Regions from separate parts of the Ovis aries genome. Here region 1 is linked to region 2. A link is a contact called in public Hi-C data. All regions are on one chromosome and are shown on one strand. Each heading gives the region's core, a stretch centred on a gene start, on an enhancer-like site or on the middle of the called end of the contact. The rest is flanking DNA. Distances are from core to core; before and after follow the strand shown. Region 1 holds the start of C11H17orf100 (chromosome 11 C17orf100 homolog). Region 2 holds the start of MYBBP1A (MYB binding protein 1a).

Evidence for each region. Hi-C and Micro-C count contacts between places; a contact is called where the count stands out from the background.
Region 1: a contact with region 2 is called in a Hi-C map of hypothalamus, with 7 times the contacts expected there. The contact joins the promoter of C11H17orf100 here to the promoter of MYBBP1A in region 2. A contact is called at or near these places in 3 of 16 Hi-C or Micro-C datasets (hypothalamus, muscle and tail adipose tissue).

The regions. Positions count from the first base shown.
Region 1 is chr11:25,113,602-25,118,139 of ARS-UI_Ramb_v3.0, reverse strand. It overlaps C11H17orf100 (chromosome 11 C17orf100 homolog), which reads left to right and starts at 1,930. Exons shown (of 3, transcript XM_042255552.2): 1 at 1,930-2,888. The coding sequence starts at 2,190. The coding sequence ends at 2,567. MED31 (mediator complex subunit 31) reads right to left here and starts at 1,805. Exons shown (of 4, transcript XM_004012582.5): 1 at 1,711-1,805; 2 at 782-859; 3 at 213-309. The coding sequence starts at 1,738.
Region 2 is chr11:24,913,456-24,918,256 of ARS-UI_Ramb_v3.0, reverse strand. MYBBP1A (MYB binding protein 1a) reads left to right here and starts at 2,851. Exons shown (of 26, transcript XM_027975109.3): 1 at 2,851-3,070; 2 at 3,248-3,346; 3 at 4,056-4,139; 4 at 4,229-4,303; 5 at 4,404-4,511. The coding sequence starts at 2,864. GGT6 (gamma-glutamyltransferase 6) reads left to right here. Exons shown (of 5, transcript XM_060395329.1): 5 at 1-1,344. The coding sequence ends at 929.

The DNA.
Region 1 (4,538 bases), core at 681-3,180, 200 kb before region 2:
GGAGAAAGGAGGAATACCAATGAGTAGATACTGCAGTAATCCCAGTTAAGTTAGAGATGATGTGTCTCGTATTAAAATGGAGGCAACTGAAAGGAGAGCAGAGATTCAACAGGTATTTTTTCCAACGTGAAAGTAAGAAGTCTATTAAATATCAGTGCTTTGGAATATAATAAAAGTACACACATGTTTAGGACTATAAAAATTAAACTTACTTTAGATACTTGGCATATTCTGGTTCTTTCCAGTAAAGCAAGTACTTAAGATAATTAACAAAAGCTTTATCTTTGAAGTAACCTCTTTGGGCAAGAACTGAAAGGCATAAAAAAAAAAAAAAAAATACATCTGTAGAGCACACCAGTCCTTGGACTACTGATCTGTGACTAACATAATCGTAAAGAATTTACTTACATAACATTCCCACCACCAACACACACTGAATTCAAAACAGAAGTCCCAGTTTGCTCAATTATATATACCAGTATAAGTGCAACAGTCATTCCATTCAGTTAAGAATGTACAAAACTAGATACTAAAGTCATCTCTCAGAATCCACAGGGAGTTGGTTCTAAGAGGCCCCGCAGACACGAGAATCCACAGGTGCTCCAATCTCCTGTACAAAACAACATAGTGCCATGACAGTATTGTCACCCTCAGGATGGGCAGATTCCACCAACTGAGGTTGCCTCCAAGGATACAAAGGGCTGACAGTACTATGAATTTTGACTCTTCTATCAGAAATCGTAACTAGCTATTCACTTCAATGAGGTGCTCAACAACTTACAGTTAAGGTAATTTGGGTTGGCTAAACACTGTACAAATTCCAACTCCAACTGAAACCGCAGTCGATTTCCAGCATCATCTAGGAGAGAAGATAGCAAAATCATCCAAAATAAATGTCACTGTATATAATACTGATTTTTAGACAGAAAACAGCAGTACAGACATCTGACTAATGCTGAGTTACATAAAGAAGAGCATGCAAAGGTTTTCCTAAACTGGGTGTAGGAGGAGAAACACCTTCCTTATAAGTCTAAGGAAAGCAAAGCCCTGATTAAGAAAAAAAAAAAAAAAAAAAGGTTTATCTAAAGTTAAATTATCAAAGAAAACAAGATTATACATGGAGCAGAACATTAATCACTCGTGAGCCACCATGTTGGGACTTCACAGTGATCACTAGGATAAGCTGCAGCAATGTGCCTTGCCTTATTTTGATAGTGCGTTACAAGCTGTTAAGTGATCAAGCTTAGCAAAAACAAAATGCTAAATCCATCAAGAGACGTTCAGAATGCAAGATGAAAGAGACCCTGGTGAGTATCAAGAAACGCGTGCTTACGTGAGACCCGTTAGTGGCACAGTAATACAAGAGTTCGCTGACGATATTTTAAACTTAGGCAAGCTCATCTGAGATGCAAAAAAACAACTCGAGGAAGCGGTTTATGATCCAAAATCTCTCCTTTAGTCTTCTGGAAGCCGGTGGGGCCACTGTTTGAATAACTAACGGGGAGAAAGGATCGGCCAACAAAACAAACTCTGAAAAGGCCAAATTACCTTCGCCCTTCCAGTCGCTAAAAAAAAACCCTGGTGCCTCCCGCTCCGATCACTCACTCTGCCGGGAGTTGGGCCTGGATTCTCAAAAAATCCCGGGAAGCAGGTGTCTGGACCCGGGACAGTTTCTATTTGACAAAACGCGAGGCTCAGAGCGCTACTCACCTGTCTCCATAGCGACGGCCGCGGCCATCACCAGCAGACACTCTTAAGTCCCCAGCAACCCCACACAGCCAGGATCGGAGAAACAGGGAAGGTCCGGAAGTCGCAGCGTCCCCTTCCTGCCGCGGGGCAGTGTGGGATGCGGGGGTGGGCACAGCTTCGCAAGGGGGCGGGTGGCTCCGCCCATCCAGGGCCCGCCCCGCCCCAACCCCGCCTCCACCCGGACAGGTTCTTGACAGGCTAAGGGGCGATGCGGGGGCAGACGGCGCTCTCGAGGGGACGAACCCAGCGTTCCCAAGGAATCTTAGGCCTCCCCGCCCCAAGATCACGGTGCCTCCACGTGGTTCGCGGGACCCTCGACCACCGCTCTGCCTGCATCACAATGGCATGTGACGTCGCTCCTCACCGTATAAAATAATCCTTCGGGGATTGTGGGGCTGTGGGGCCTCCAAAGGTCAGCTTGGCCCTGTTACCCCCATAAGATGGCCTCACCCCTTCGGGGAAAGCCCTCTCCGGCCCGGGCGGAATCCATCCGCTCCGAGGAGACGGCGACGGTCAGCGTGGAGACCTCGTCCCACCGCGTGGAGACATCCTACCGTCACGTGAGGACATCTTCCCGGCAGGTGGAGACCACCCAGCGCAGCAGCGAGGGACCCTCCGTCTCCTCCTCTGGGAAGCGGCTCCCTCGAGTCCTCGAGGTGTCCTCCCAGCACGTGGAAACCGCCTCGCAGCTCACAGAGACGGCTTCCCGCCACGTCAGGGCCTCGTCCCTGCGGGTGGAGACGTCTGTGCACCGCGTGGAGAGCACGCCGCGGCGGGAGAAGCCAGCCGCCCGCCATAACATCCAAAAGGCCCGATGAAATGCTGCCTTCCTCGGGGCCACGAGGGGGCCATGGCCCTTGGCCAGGGCAGAATCGCCTCCAGTTCGCAGCCTGCCTGCTGCCAGGTGGACCGATCATCTTTGGTTTCCTGGAAACAGTCCACAGATCAATTTAAGAAAGAGCCAAGCTGCGGTTTCGGGATTTAGCCAACATTCATTGACCCTCCTGCACCTTGGACCAAAGGCAAGCCTTTGACCCAGTGAACTATTTTAATTTGAAGCCAGCATAAAAAGTTTTTAGGCTCTAGATACTGTATGTGTTAAGCTGATGGAAAAGAGACTGTTTGAGCCTCCAAGGCAGGTGAGTTTTGAATTGGGGGCCCTTTAAATAACCTTGGCTGCTTCAAACCTGGAGAAGGAAATGGCTACCCACTCCAGTATTCTTGCCTGGAGAATTCCATGGACAGAGGAGCCTGGCAGGCTACAATCCATGGGGTCACAGAGACCTCGACACAACTCAGCGACTATCACTCACTCACTGAATGACCTTGGCTGCTTCAAACTTAGGGACAAGGAGCAAACAAATCATAATCAGTGGAATTATATGCCAGCTGCAAACCTGAGTTGCAAGCAACAGACTTTCCTTAATTAATTACTTGGCTTGTGTTTATGTTTCAATATATTTCTCTTTATGCCAAGTCTTTGTGCCTGGTAGCCATACACACAGGTTTTAATAGAGGTCACATGTAGTTCAAAGGGAAAAGTGAAGGTCGACCTCAACAATCAAGAATAATCTTGGAAAGGAAACCTGACCTGTGATTTGAGGAGGTGCAGGGGAGGAATATTTATTGAGCATCTACTCGGTGCCGGGCGTGCATTTGGGCTATAGCAGTGAACAAGGCAAACAAGGTCCTAGCCCTTGGGGAGCTTATACTCTAGTGAAAAGGCAGACAACAGATGACAAACAAGAGTTTTCTGTTGTGATGAGCACTTCGAAGGAAACAAACAGGTGATGTGATAGAGAATATGCTGACCAGTACCTAGTTTTTCTAAGTTAACCTGGTTAGCAACAACTGAAGGCAGGTCAGGGCTACCCCCTAGATCAGCAAATCTTAACAGATTAGTAAGTGGAGCCATTCAAGGCGGCTTTGACTGGGGATGAAGGGACATCCCTGCTTTCAACAATATGTGCTATTTATCCCATTTAGCAGTATGTAAAGACCTGGATTCTATGGGACCTCATTGGGAGATAGAGTACTTGCTGTTGGCAGGCACTGTGATTCATTACTCACATTAATTCATTTAATTACAGGGGAGTGCACCAGAATAGGATTCAGGCCAGGGGAATGTCATAAAACCCCAGAGGCACCCCTGATGCTTCTGCTTCATCAAACGTCTGGTATAGATTAATATTTAGACTTTGGAATTTTAGTTTCTGGTGAACTTACTCACTCTTTTTAAAGTAACAGACCATGTGCATTAGATACACACTCTTTATCAGTGTTTTTAAATGAGCAAAGTGGTTGCTTTTCTTTAACTGTTCTTTATTAATGTTTTCATTACAAAGTGATAATGTGCTTAATATAACAAGTGAAACAATTCAAGATGTGTAAAGAATCTGTCATCATTGCTTTCCATTTTCCTCCTCTGGTAATAATTCGTGTCAGTAACTTGGTGTATACCCTTCTAGACCTTTCTGCAATAAATGCTCCTGATCTGCTTATTAGTCGTACGTGGAAAACTGGTTGAAAGGTTACTGTGAAGAAGCCAAGAACTTGATTTCTAGATGATTGACTCTCTTGGAATCTAATCCGTTTGTTTTACTTAATAAGGAGACTGAGGCACAGAGTGGGAGCACCTTACCAGTCACATGGCACTTAGCCTACCTGCAGCAGCACTGCCCCCACTGGACTCGCAGAACAGCAAAGATTTCACCACTGGAAACTCATCCATTTAGTTGTCAGTGGCCTGTCCACATTACCCGTTAAAGATACCAGGAGAAAGGGCTAGA
Region 2 (4,801 bases), core at 1,602-4,101:
GGCTGCCCGCGGCTCTGCCCGCCCTGCACATGCTGCACACTCACTTCGGCCGCCTGCCCTGGCCACACCTGCTGGTGGGCCCCATCTCACTGGCTCAAAAGGGCTTTCTGGTGGACACATCCCTGGCCAGCGCCCTGGCAGCCCAGGACAGCAAGGGCCTCTGTCCACTACTTTGCCATGCTAACGGGACACCCCTGGGCCCCGGGACACGAGTCACCAACACCAAGCTGGCAGCTGTGCTCCACAAGGCCTCACTGGCCCCCACTCCAGACCTCTCCGGGGATGCCCTGCTGAGTCTGCTGGCCGAAGACCTGGGGTTGGAGGGCCCCTCAGTCGGGCCCAGGCCCACCTTGGAGCCAGCCCTGCAGCTACCTGTGCCCCAGGGCATCCTGTTCACCACCCCCAGCCCCTCAGCTGGCCCAGAACTGCTGGAGCTGCTGGAAGCATCTCTACAGTCCACAGGGCCCAGCCCTGCACCCTGCCCAGCACTCCTGCAAGCTGCTGCAGCCCCCAGGAGCAGTGTCCTGGCCACCGTGGACAGCGGCGGCTCCGTCCTCCTTCTCACCTCCTCGCTCAACAGCTCCTTTGGCTCTGGACACCTGTCCCCAAGCACCGGGGTTCTACTCAGCAACCTGGTGGCTGAGTCTGCAGCTGGCGCCTGGGCCTGTCCCCTCATCTTTCGTGGCATCTCAGATGACACAGAGGTCGATGTGTTGGGGCTGGTGGCTTCAGGGACCCCTGCAGCTGCCACAGTCATGACTCACGCTCTGCTCAGCCACCTGGCCAGGCCCCAAACCCCAGACCAGCAAGGACCAACAGAGAGCCCCAGAGCTTGTGGCCAGGGGACCCTGCTCCAGGTGGCAGCCCACACAGAGCACGCCCATGTCTCCAGTGTCCCCAGTGGCTGCTGCCCCTTCCAGGGGTTTTAAGGTGGGGCAGTGTCTGGCAAGGGTGGACAGGAGTAGGGGGTCTCAGGGGTCTGCCCCATGGAGGCAGGGGCAGAGAGCCCAGCAGCAATGGTGTGCATAAAGAGCGTGCGTCCATTATGTGCCCAACGCTGGCTCACTTCTGGCCTGATCTGTTGTCTGGACTTGAGTTCGGCTCTTTCTTTAGCTAAAGAATCTGAGGATAATGAGGAAAGAACACCAGGAACCTGGGGACAGCCTTGAGTTCCGATCCAGCTCTGGGAAGCACAGATGGAAGAAAGCCATACCCCTGCCGAGGCTCTGGGCAGAGCAGGCAGATCCTGGGGCCATGCCGGAACCTCCGTGCTCCCCTCCAGGCCACACTCCACTGATCTCCCTCGGCCAGGCTGGAAACAAAATAAAGATCAAGTCTCCTGGATGCCATGTGCTACTCTTGCTTCTTGGTTAATTTCACATCAGCCTTTGAGGCGTCTGGGCTCCGGCCACAGGGAACACAGGAGACTGCCACCCAGGGATGCAGAGCCAGGCTAGTGTCTTTCTGCTCCTCCCTGCTCTACTCCCCTGCCTCCCAGGGCAGCACACATACAAGGTAAACCAGTTCTCACTTTCTGAAACTGATAGAGCAAGGAAGGGGTTTGAGATGGTGAGGAGGAGGTGTCCCAAGGGGGAACAAAGGGGGCTGGAGCTGGATGTGCGGTTTCAAGGCCGGGTTGGCCCTCACCTCCCCACCTCCAAGAGGGCTGGGTTCTCTCTGAACTATAATCCTCCACAGGTTAGTTCTCAAACCAAGAAACAGGTGGCCATTAGCACTCCTGCCCCACACTGTAAAATGAATGTATCTCTGACTTACTAGAACTCAGTGCCGCCACCTCCCTCTCGCTGCTCACCCCCCAACTCCCGGACAAAGAATTCTTCCCCCAGCCCAAACGGTACCACAGTCTACCCGCTTATGTTAGCCCCAAGCCTAGCATCGGAGAAGGCAATGGCAACCCACTCCAGTACTCTTGCCTGGAAAATCCCATGGATGGAGGAGCCTGGTAGGCTGCAGTGCATGGGGTGGCTAAGGGTCGGACACCACTGAGCGACTTCACTTTCACTTTTCACTTTCACTCATTGGAGAAGGAAATGGCAACCCACTCCACTGTTCTTGCCTGGAGAATCCCAGGGACGAGGGAGCCTGGTGGGCTGCCGTCTATGGGGTCGCACAGAGTCGGACACGACTGAAGTGACTTAGCAGCAGCAGCAGCAAGCCTAGCATCCCTCTCGCTTCTGTCACCTCCCACCTGTTCCAGATTAGCTGGAATTTTCTCAGCACTTGGTTCAATCCAGCTGGTATTCCTGCTTCTACCTCTGCTCTCCTTCAATTCACCCTCCACACAGCAGCAGAATACTCTATTAAATGTGTAAATGGGGGGATTCCCTGGGGCTTCCCTGACTGTTCAGTCGGTAAAGCATCTGCCCGCGATGTTCAGTCCCCAGGTCGGGAAGATCCCCTGGAGAAGGAAATGGCAACCCACTCCAGTATTCTTGCCTGGATAATCCCGTGGACAGAGGAGCCTGGCGGGCTACAGTCCATGGGGTCGCTAACACTTCACTTCACTAGAGGTACCGTGGTTAGGACACGGCTCTCTCCCTGCGGAGGGCCGAGGTTCCATCCGTGACCCATCCCTGGTCTGGAAAATAAAATCCGACAAGGCGGGGGGCGTCGGGGCAGTTAAATAGGACCAAGGCTTGTGCCTGCATAAAACCCTCCGGTGATTTCCTATCACAATCGGAATGAACTCCGGACTCCTGAGCGCCCAGAGGAAGAGCCACACCTCCCCGTCCGCCCCGCCCCCGTGCCAGCCGGCTCCGCCCCCAGCCGACCCAATTCATTGCGCATGCGCCCCGACCTGACCTGGAAGAGGCTGTCTTCCGAGCCCACGTGTTCGACGAGCATGGCGGAGCCGGCGAGTGTGGAAGTCACCGAGCCTCTGGCTCCGGGAGAGGCCCAGAAGAGCGGCGCCCGGCCTGCCGACCGTCATGGCCTGCTCAAGCACAGCCGCGAGTTTTTGGACTTCTTCTGGGACATTGCGAAGCCGCAGCAGGAGACGCGGCTTGAGGCTACAGAGAAGCTGCTGGAATATCTGCGCGCAAAGCCGAAGGTATGGTGGCGGGGTCTGGGGCAGGAGCACCAGAGATCCTGGCTAGTAGCGGCGAGCTTGGGGTCACGTGGTCGCGAACCTGGACGACCCAAGTGAGCGCGCGCCGAGGAGCGGGCATGGGCGGGTGCCAAACGACCCTTCTCACTGGTCCACCTGGGGATGTGCTTGGTTCCTTAGGGATCTTCCGAGATGAAGTACGCCCTGAAGCGCCTAATCACTGGGCTCGGGGGTGGACGAGAAGCAGCCCGGCCCTGCTACAGTTTGGCCCTGGCACAGGTGAGGTGGTGGCCCCTGGAAGGGGTCCACCTGTGCTGGTCAGGTAGGGGAGTGAGTGAGCAGAGCAGATGTCCCAGCTGCAAGGGACGTGAGAACTGACAAGTAGGGGTAGCATCTCAGGCGAGCCGATGGGAGGTGTGCCCACGTGGATGCGGAGAAAATTGTGTAAGCAAGGCCTTTGTGCAGAGAAGCCCAGGAAGGCGGAGAGAGGGAGGTTGAGGCTGCTTTTGGGTACCTGGGTTGACCAGCCTCCGAGGTACATGTACTGGGGGTGGTAAGCTCTGGGGTGAGTTCTGTTACCTCTGCAGGGTTTAGGACCCTCTTCTCCCAAGGGGCACACAGCTAATTATAAGCCATATCTAAGGAGCCTGGACAAATGGAAGGCCTCTAGAGACCCAGTCCTTGAAGACCAGTCTAGGGAGAGCTCAGAGCTGGCTGTGGGGACAGCATGTTTGGGAAACACAGTCTAGTGGCCAAAGCACCCCAGCTACACGTGGGACAGGGAGAGAGGGGTCAGCTCCATTCACAGCTATGTTCCATCATCAGCACTGCTCAGAGGCAGGTAGGCAGCTTCAGAGGCATCCTTGGGGCGGGAGCAGGGGCCCAAGGCCTGCTCCCAAGGGCAGAAGTTGAAGAAGTAGGAAGAGATTAACGTCTGTTGGGATGTGGCAGGGCCACTCCCCCTGAGCCCCTCTCTTCCTCCTGGCAGCTGTTACAGTCTTTCGAAGACATCCCTTTGGGCAGCATCCTGCAGCAAATACAGGAGAGACATGACCTGCAGAAGGTTAAGAAGGTGAGAGTTAGCAGCCCCAGGGATATCAGCAGTCCCCAGGGTGGGAAATGCTTGGGTCCTTCTCACGGGTGCCTGGAATCCTTTTCTAGGGGATGATGAGACCTGCCCTCTTTGGAAACCTGTTTGGGGTGCTAGCCCTCTTTCAGTCAGGCAGGCTAGTGAAGGTAAGAGCTTTGAGGGTTCTGGGGGTATGTGGACTGGCTTGGAGTGGTGGGGGAGAGTGGCACGCCCCACTCATACCCTCTCTGCCTCTGGGACCACCAGGACTCAGAAGCACTGATGAAGTCAGTGAAGCTGCTGCAGGCCCTGGGCCAGCATTACAATCACCTTCAGGAACAGCCCCAGAAGGCCCTGGTGGACATCCTTTCTCAGGTATGGGCTCACCAGCTGTGGAGCCTTGGGTAACTAACGCCACCCGTCATAGAAGAGCACGGAGAAGACACAGGTTAATGCATGAAAATGCGGTACCGAAGCATAAATGTGGAACATGATGTTTTGTAGTAACTTCCCTTAAAAAGTAAGAAGGAAAAGGGATGTGCTTTAATAACATGGTTTAGTTTAATATCTAAAGTATTTTCATGTGCAGTCAGTATCAGAAAATCTATGGAGGTTTTTTACATTCTTTATCGTGGTAAGTCTCCAAAATCCAGTGTATTTTATAC